Linked DNA regions of Gasterosteus aculeatus: region 1 is linked to region 2. A link is a contact called in public Hi-C data. All regions are on one chromosome and are shown on one strand. The core of a region is the stretch at or near the end of the contact, and the rest is flanking DNA. Distances in the headings are between cores, read along the strand shown.

What was found. A called contact is a pair of places that touch in the nucleus more often than the background predicts.
Region 1: a Hi-C map of skeletal muscle shows a contact between it and region 2, with 13 times the contacts expected there. The contact joins the enhancer-like site here to the promoter of c8h1orf52 in region 2. A contact is called at or near these places in 5 of 6 Hi-C or Micro-C datasets (liver, skeletal muscle, tail fin and 1 more).

What each region holds. Positions count from the first base shown.
Region 1 is chr8:9,968,316-9,972,501 of fGasAcu3.hap1.1, reverse strand. col24a1 (collagen type XXIV alpha 1) reads right to left here. Exons shown (of 60, transcript XM_078108108.1): 27 at 3,535-3,588; 28 at 2,875-2,928; 29 at 1,147-1,200; 30 at 958-1,002; 31 at 128-172. Among protein-coding and RNA genes, the nearest start is that of znhit6, 20 kb to the left of the region's middle. Within about 2 kb of position 2,176, at least 1 of the 9 cell types and tissues checked has open chromatin away from gene starts, as enhancers often do.
Region 2 is chr8:9,909,008-9,913,232 of fGasAcu3.hap1.1, reverse strand. c8h1orf52 (chromosome 8 C1orf52 homolog) reads left to right here and starts at 2,768. Exons shown (of 4, transcript XM_040184016.2): 1 at 2,768-2,828; 2 at 2,914-3,255; 3 at 3,962-4,175. The coding sequence starts at 2,956.

The DNA of each region.
Region 1 (4,186 bases), core at 927-3,426, 60 kb before region 2:
AAAGAGGATGTGTGAATGTTTTACAAGTGCGTGGTGTCTGCTGTTGTCATAGTGATGGTTCATGCTTTAGTGAAGAGGATAATTAGAGCTGAAAGAGAGATTCAGCATTCAGTTAAACATTACTTACATTCTTCCCTGGAGGGCCTCTTGCTCCCGGACTGCCCGCCTTGCCCTGCAGAGGAGAAATCATTATTTAAATGATTAACAAGCAGTCAAACCAAATAACCAAATAATTATTATAATCCGTTTTGAGAGAAATACTGAAAACATAGTAATCTTTCATGTCTGCAAAGCACCACTTCTAATAATGGGTTTAACAGGGATGTGCTCCTTAGTTTCTTGCCCAGGTCATTTGGAATGACTTGTTACAGGTAGAAATGTTATAGGTGTGACATTAATTAAGTGTTTGTTGAATTTAAACCTACTGTTTGCTCATAAATTCCTACATAATGTTTTGTATATTACAGAGCAATGTTATGAAGCCCTTTAATATTTGTCCTTTGTTGGTTTTATTAGGATTAGGATTAGGTTTAGCTCCGGCTTCCTCTCTAAAAGCTGGCAGCTCTACATAATAACTGTGTTTGGGAGAAACTCGGTACCGAGGTGCTAAGACAAAGGCCCATTCTGCAAATAAAGACTGATGAAAGACTCGCCGAGCTTTTAGAGGGGCCCAAGGGTTGATGATGTGGAAATGTCTTTTCCACGCGAGTGTTCAAAAGTAATGCGTATGTGAACCTCAAGGCCTCAGGTTGATGCCTTTCTATGACAAGGATTATTCATGGCTTTCGTTACTAAAATATGGGTGTTTTCATTTCTTAAGAGCCTGAAGTCTTCATCCGGAAATGTGTTCAGCATGTAAAATACAAACGTTGTGGCCTGTTATGTAATAAAACTCTTTTTCTGTCTATAAGATAAAAGACAAAAATACATTTTGCAACATTTTTAAAGTTTACTTACTATGAATCCCGACTCTCCTTTTGGTCCAATGTCACCCCGTTCACCCTGAAAACAAAAGGTTTCGACACATTTTGGAAAACTTTGGAGGAACTAAAAGAAATAAATCATCCACATTATGTGACAAATCATTTCAACTGTAACACTGTGGCCAATATGCAGGAGGATTGTCCCATGTTCACACAGCTTTACCTTGGTGCCCTGAGGGCCTGGTTCACCGAGTGGGCCTTCTGGACCCTGGGGCCCCTGTGCGAAGGAAACATGAGACACACCTTTCATCACTCAAAGAAGAATGAGCAGTTTAGGTAACACATACTTTGAAGCATCATACCTTAGTTCACAGATATATATATATATATATATATATATATCTGTGAAACACCACCAAAAACCACTCCCACTAACATTGCATGGGTTTCCCAGCAATGTAGTGCCAACTTACAGGTAAGGGGACAGATACAAATCTGTAAATACAACACAAGACCCTCCTCTTCCCTCTCTTGTCCACCCTTTTCTTTTATGTCTCTTCCTTTCATGTCTCTCTATCAGTTTCTAGTCTGAGCCTCTGGCTTTCAATCCGGCTCTCACCCCTGTCAGATCACTTTACTCCCATTACGCCTCCAGGGAGACACACATGGCTTTGTCTTCGTCTCTCTCTGTCCCTTAATAGTTTGTCTCTTTCACCAATCTGGGTTCAAAGCTCATTGAGGCAATCAATTCTGCAAAGTGACCAACGCTAACGTAACCTGCGCCCTGTCCTCAGTGTTTCACTGCTTCTTCTCAATGAGTTAAATGTAAGAAGTTATAACATTCATTAATTTAGGCCATAGGTACTGATAAACCTAATGCCATCATTAACATGTTTAGATGGTCTGACAGGCCCATTTGTAAACAGAATAAATAGTTTGACATGTTTGTATAAAGCAAGGAAGGCAATTCAACCAATTTGTGCACAAGTTGTGAAACACGTTATTACGGTTTTCTGTGACGGTAGCAGGTTGAAACATTGAGGAGGTAGTTCATCAGAAATCATCGACTAGCGAAGGCGCTACGCAAATAATTCAGCTCCAGTCTACGCCTGGATCGTTCAGAGCTCAAAGGCTGAACTGATAAGTATGATTGATTTGCTTTATTTTCCTTCCATTACGTTGCATTCTGATCTCTCAACTGTGCAGAGATCAATGGCGCGTGACATGTTTTCCTAAAACAAAAACAGGCGCCAGACGAGGAGGGCGGATGAGGGTAACGATGTATATCTCACCTCAGCCAGACGGGAAATGCAACCACAGACTGACACGTGTGGATTACGGTAAAGACGTGACATATTAAGTACTGCCATATGTTTTGCTCTGGTAAAATGGAAGTGAACGATGGATACGTGGTAATGTGCAGGAGGTGTTGTGGTATTGGGTAGAACTACTCTGGTCACGCAAACCATCCGTTTAGTGAAATTAGTGAAAAATAAATATTCATAGTTGTACATTACGGTTGTGCACAAACAATTATTGTGATATGAAGGAGCAGAAAGTTGGCCCCGGATAGATATTTCAGTTGAATCACATCGTTTGAACTGCTCTTAAATAAATTAATTTGCTTCCGAGTGCAAAATGATATACTGATATACTGAAGTCTCAATGATCTTGACCTACGTTCCCCGAGGGTGTCATTCACCTCTCAGCCACACGATGTCTCACCAGTATTACTGCACCAAATCCAACTGACATTGCGTCCTTCAAAAGAGATTACGAATCCACCTGTAACTAAACCTGAGCCAATTTCTTGCTTTCAACTTTGGTTTGTGGAAAATAGGTTGTGATGCAAAACCAACTGCCAAGGGACTTGGTGAGTGAAGTTTCCATCAGTCGTTGAGTTAAAAGTAGGCTTAGATACTTAAAGACCTCGAAGTTAGACTGCTCTTACCCTCCTGCCCTTTGGCCCAGCAACGCCTGGAGTCCCCCTCTGCCCCTGCAGCCCCTGTGAGAAAAATCAAGACGGACACAAGTAAGATCTGAGAGACAGAATGAAGGCAGGTAAGTAGTAGCCATTTAGGAAGGTGTTCCTTTGGCATAATGCAGAGAAAAACTATAAAATACAGTGTAAATATTTCTAAATTGGGAAAGATCTCTCAATGCGTCTTTTATACCACATCAACACAAGTCCTAATGGACGCGTTACGAAGGCGTCAGCAGACCTACTGAACAATCTGTCTGCTAAGAAACCTTGTTTATGGGAACGTTTGAATTCCTTTTTAGGACAATTGCAGGACAGTTAAGAAAAATATTATTATGGGGCCTTAAAGCCCATATTACAGTATTCAGCAAACCGGTTCAGGTTTGACAGATAATATCATTGTATGCAATTTTATGAATGCAAATGTCGATATTTCTGAAAAGGAACCCAGCACTTCTTAAGCCTTATTTTATCTTTTATGTATTACTCCTCAATAAACCAATAGTAATTTCTAGCAAATTATCTGATAAGTTTAATATAAGTTATATAATGCTAGTATAATGGATTTACGTGTGATCATCCCCATGCACACAATCACAGCATGGTATTAGACGAGTGTTTGACACTTACTGCTGCACCTTGCAGGCCGATGTCCCCCGGACTTCCTGGTGTCCCTGAATAGCCCTTACACCAAAACAGAAAGAATAAACATTATAGAAAGGTTGACTGTGCAATGGCATAGTAGTTACCACTTTATAGCCAAACTGCCGCATTATTGCACCTGCAGTGCAAATAGGTCGGTGGATGATGCCGTCAACAAGTTTGCCACCACATGCTTCATCACCTCGACTCACCGGGGACGTCCGCACGGGTGGTGTTTGTGGAGTTCAGCTCAGCGCTCAGATACTCAAACACAGCCTCCACCTGTCAGTGGGTTACTAACAGCCCGAGAGACAGGTGGCGCTGGGAAAAAATCACTTCAAGTACCTGGACTGTAAGCACCAACGCCCCCTCCCAGGGATGTGTGCTCTCCCCACTGCTCTTATCCCTCAACTCAACAGCCCCGCGTCTGCTGTGGATCTCCGGGGAAACTGAAGTGACAGGGATGAGCTCACTCAGGGAGTTCAACCTGCATCGGGAGCTGCTGGCCCTGTTTTAATCATCCAGTCTGTTCTCTGTTCTTCCATCTCAGTGTGGTTTGGATTGGCCACAAACCAGGGCAGGAACCGACTACAACGGATCATCAGGTCTGCAGAGGGAACAATTGGCTCCAGCCCAAACT
Region 2 (4,225 bases), core at 1,519-4,018:
CAAATGGGACCTTGGCGAAAACAGCTGGATTGTTCCAAACACAAAATTACAAAGATGTCCGACGTAGAGTTTAAATAAAAGAGTGAAAACGTCCATCTGGGTTAAACAAGCACATCAAAATACTTATTTTTATTCTGCAGCTGTTACTTGGCCGCTTCGACATTCTCCATTTGGTGATTTTAATTGTTGACAGAAGGCATATCCTCATATGCCTTCTGTCAACAATTAGAGATTATTTCGATGGAAAAGTCCTAGTCAGCAACAATAGGTCTGCTTCTCTCTAAGTTGTAAAAAAGTTAGAAGAGAAATGGTAAGAGTAAAACATCTGCTCGCTGTTGTATTTGCGAATAGTAAACTACGTGCCGTCCCAGATGTGTCCTGATGTGAGCTAAACTGATAGAATACAGTAATTTAAGATATTATGGATGGGTAGATTAAACAGAAACGTGAAGAGGTATGGCTTTTCATCTCCATGGGGAATTTCTCACATCATGGTCAGTCTCTGAGGAGATTGGAGAGAAAAACATTAGCCGAGGGGCCAGGCACGTGCACAGATAGACCCCTAGAGGTGCTCAAGCAACTGCCCTTTTGCCCTGGGTGAGAAAAGTGCCCCTTCTGCTGAAGCCCAATTGTTTCTTTATCCGATATTTAAGAATAAAAAAAACTCTCTCTGTCACCAATCCCCCCCCCAAATGTGTTTAGATATTTTTCGGGGCATTTATTTAAGTTCTTGTGAGAATTTGGCCCCGACCTGCTCCGCGGGCCAAATGGCTGCCGCATCGGACCAACAGGTAATGACGGTGTTTGTGCAAACCCCCGCCATGTTGTTTGGTGATAACTTAACCACAACATTAGCGCTGCTGAAAACATTATGTCAGAACTGGTATGACTGTTTCCTAAAAAATGAACAAACTCACGAAATCCGTGATTTCGAAGCCTCGTTGAGCTGTTTACTGGCGTTTGTCATGTTTACTGAAGGGAGAGATGCAGACAGACAGGCAGAGAATTTAAAGGCAGTTTTACTGTTCTACAAATTAGACAAGTTCACTGGTTTTGTTTAATTTAACTCAATTGTTGAAATTAAAGGTCTTAAGTTGAGCTACAAGCCAGTGTGGTGAGGTATATTGTGGTATATTATTAGCTGCTTATGCTTCAACTCTGTCAGAAAACAGTACAAAAACAATTATGCAACCACGCACAACATCGATTCATCTCATTTACAACATTTTCAGCAGAATGCCAAGAAATGAGATACTCCAAAGAGAGAAGCACCGGGAAATATCCTACTGTGTTTTTTATTTATTTAGTTTATTATTAAGTTCATAAATCATTTTGGCGATGGGTGCCCTTTTGTTTTTGTTTGAGCACCTGCCCCCCAAAATGTCTGTGCACGTGCCTGCTAAGGGCCAGTTGTCACAGCGATAGGACAGTGTCCTTCCTTTGAATTTCCTAAAACGGTTGAAAAATAAAAAAGTCCTTTACATGCTAATACTCATGACGGTACCAGCGCTGGTGCTACTGCATCTACTACGGCGCATAAAAGGTGGTTAATTAAATCCAAAGGCATAACCTGTATGTAGTTAAACAATCTAAATATGCAATTATCTAATATGAAGAATCTGTAACGTTAGTATTGACTATGACAAGAAGAAAGAATCATTTATGTGAACTGATCCTGTGCATTTTGTTGTTGTTTGACCTGTGAAAGGGCAAAGAAGACTGTCCCCTCTAGTCTTCTTAGACTTCTATTAGACTTCTAAAATCCCAAGACATACTGTTTAGGTTATTTGAACTGCTCTAAATCACCAGGAGAAGAGATGTGACCCTCTGAATACTTTAGTCTTCTAAAGGTGGAGGTCCAAATAATGTGAATAAGATAAAGAATCTTCAATGGATGAACATTTAATAAGTAAACATAACGCATAAGAGATAATCTATTTTTCTGAAGGGTCATGGATCTACAATAGTCGTTTTTGAATATGAAATTACATTTGTGAACCCGAGGGGGAAAGGTTCAGGCCAGTGCAGAGTTGTTTGTCTGGTGTTCTGTGTCAGTTCCTATTTTTTTTGTGATGGTCGGGGACATTGGTGGGACTATACTCCACTCTAGTGGTCAGAGTATATTGTCGCTAATATTAATGCTGTTCTTTCATAGTTCTTTCATAGTTCAGGTCAAGGTTCACACACTGCCTGCCGAATAAACGTTGTAGTAATGAACAAAAACTTGTTAGTGAAACATTGCTAATCTGCCTCACTGTTTTGAAGCAGTAGTGATTAATCAAATGACTGTTTCTGTATATGTGAAATTATTTTATGATAGGCGCAAGACTGCTGGCCCCTCACATATGCTCCATTTCTCACAGGCCCTCAGGGCTGAGACACTAAACATTTGATAACTTTTATTTTGTCTGAGAACATTTTTAACAGTAAGAATTGTAGTTGCTCTAACGTTGTGCTTTAAAGACGGGGTATACAGCATTTATATTAATTATTTTCATACACTGTCATGATTCTCAATATCAAAACAATTAAACTAAACAGCAAGTGTGTATGTTATGGACCTGTCTTTTATATGTCTTTACATGCCCACTAATCTCAAAACAAAATCAATTCAAGACTAAAATATAATTTGTCAAAATATACTAAAAACGTAATTTCATTGAATTCTGACATCTGTGTAACTTCAATAATGCACACTTGTGCGACAATTGTAGTACCTTGGATACTTCCGGTTCAGGTGAAATATCTTTACGACAGTCAGCACGACACTACTTTCCCACTTTACGACTCTCTTGGAGGCTGATTCAAAATGGAGTAGAGGCTTACAGGTACTAATCCGAACCCGACCGAATAGCTCTACAGACATTTTTTTTTGTATCGTTTTCTTTCTTTCTTTTGTTTTTTTGTTTACAGGAAACGCTTGTCGCCAAATCACGAGCCCGCTTTGCGAACAAAATGACGGACGAAAACAAGTCCGGCTCCCTCGGCTTCTTCTCGAGCTACGACGATCTGAGCGACAGCAGCGACGGCAGCGGCTCCGGCGACGAGGGCGAAAGTCGGAAGAGGAAAGCGGCGACAGACGCCGCGGGAAGCGGGGCTCCGGGCTCCGGGCGGGGCACCAAACGGGCCGCCGGCGGGGCTCCGTTGCCCAGACCCGACGAGCTGTTCGGCTCCGTGTCCAAGCCGGCTTTCCTCTACAACCCGCTGAACAAGGAGATCGACTGGGAGAGTCTGGCGGTCAAAGCCCCCGAAGAGGTAGAGGCGGCGATGTAGGGGATTCATTGTGCAACAACAACAACAACAACAACAACAACATCCGCTAAACACAAACAGTAGAAACGTCCCCGCGGGTACATTTGTTTTGTGTTTGCATTCAAAAAGCAGCACATTTATTACAACCATAATATATTTAGCACATTGGCTTTGCAGCTTCTCTGCTTCATTCTGTTTTATGTGGTGGTGGTGGTTGTGTTGTTGTTGTTGTCATCGATATGTGACTATTTGAAGGATGCCATAGTGGGTTTTTTTTTGCACATCGATGAGAAAGTTGAAAGTAATATTGTAAGTAAAAATGCACAACATCCTCCTTTCACACGCTGATGACAGCAGCTGCCGCACACGGTGTCACCTGCCCATCAGCAGCGAACATTCACACACAGCAGACAAAGTGTCTTACCCAAGGACACTGCAGGTATTGTGGCCTGGGATCGAACCGCCAACCCTCTGATTGGAGGACCGCCGTGCTCTCCGCTCGCCCACTATAGTCACAATTGATTTAGATGTCACGTCTGTGCTACACCTACTACAAGCTTTGTTCAATTATCCGTATTTAACTTTTCAAACCGTTGTGTAAACTCAGCAATGGGGCCCGACTGCCTCCCTGCACCATTGAGGCTACAGCTCATTTATGTTGATAAAGTCCAAACTGGTCTAATTGCTGTTTTTTCTGTGCTACTTGAAGCCTGCCAGAGAGTTCAAGCCATGGAAGACAAACGCTGTGCCCCCGCCTGAGAGCTACGCCTCCGAGCCAGAGAAGAAGAAGAAGGGACCTCCCCCGGGCATGGACATGGCAATAAAGTGGTCCAATGTGTACGAGGACAACGGGCAAGACGCACCACAGCCGTTCACCGGCAACGCCCGCTTCTTACCCACAGAGGAGGAACTCCCCGAGTCAGGTCAGTCCTCAAATGCAATGGGAAGCAAGGCACCTTTTCTTTTTTTCACT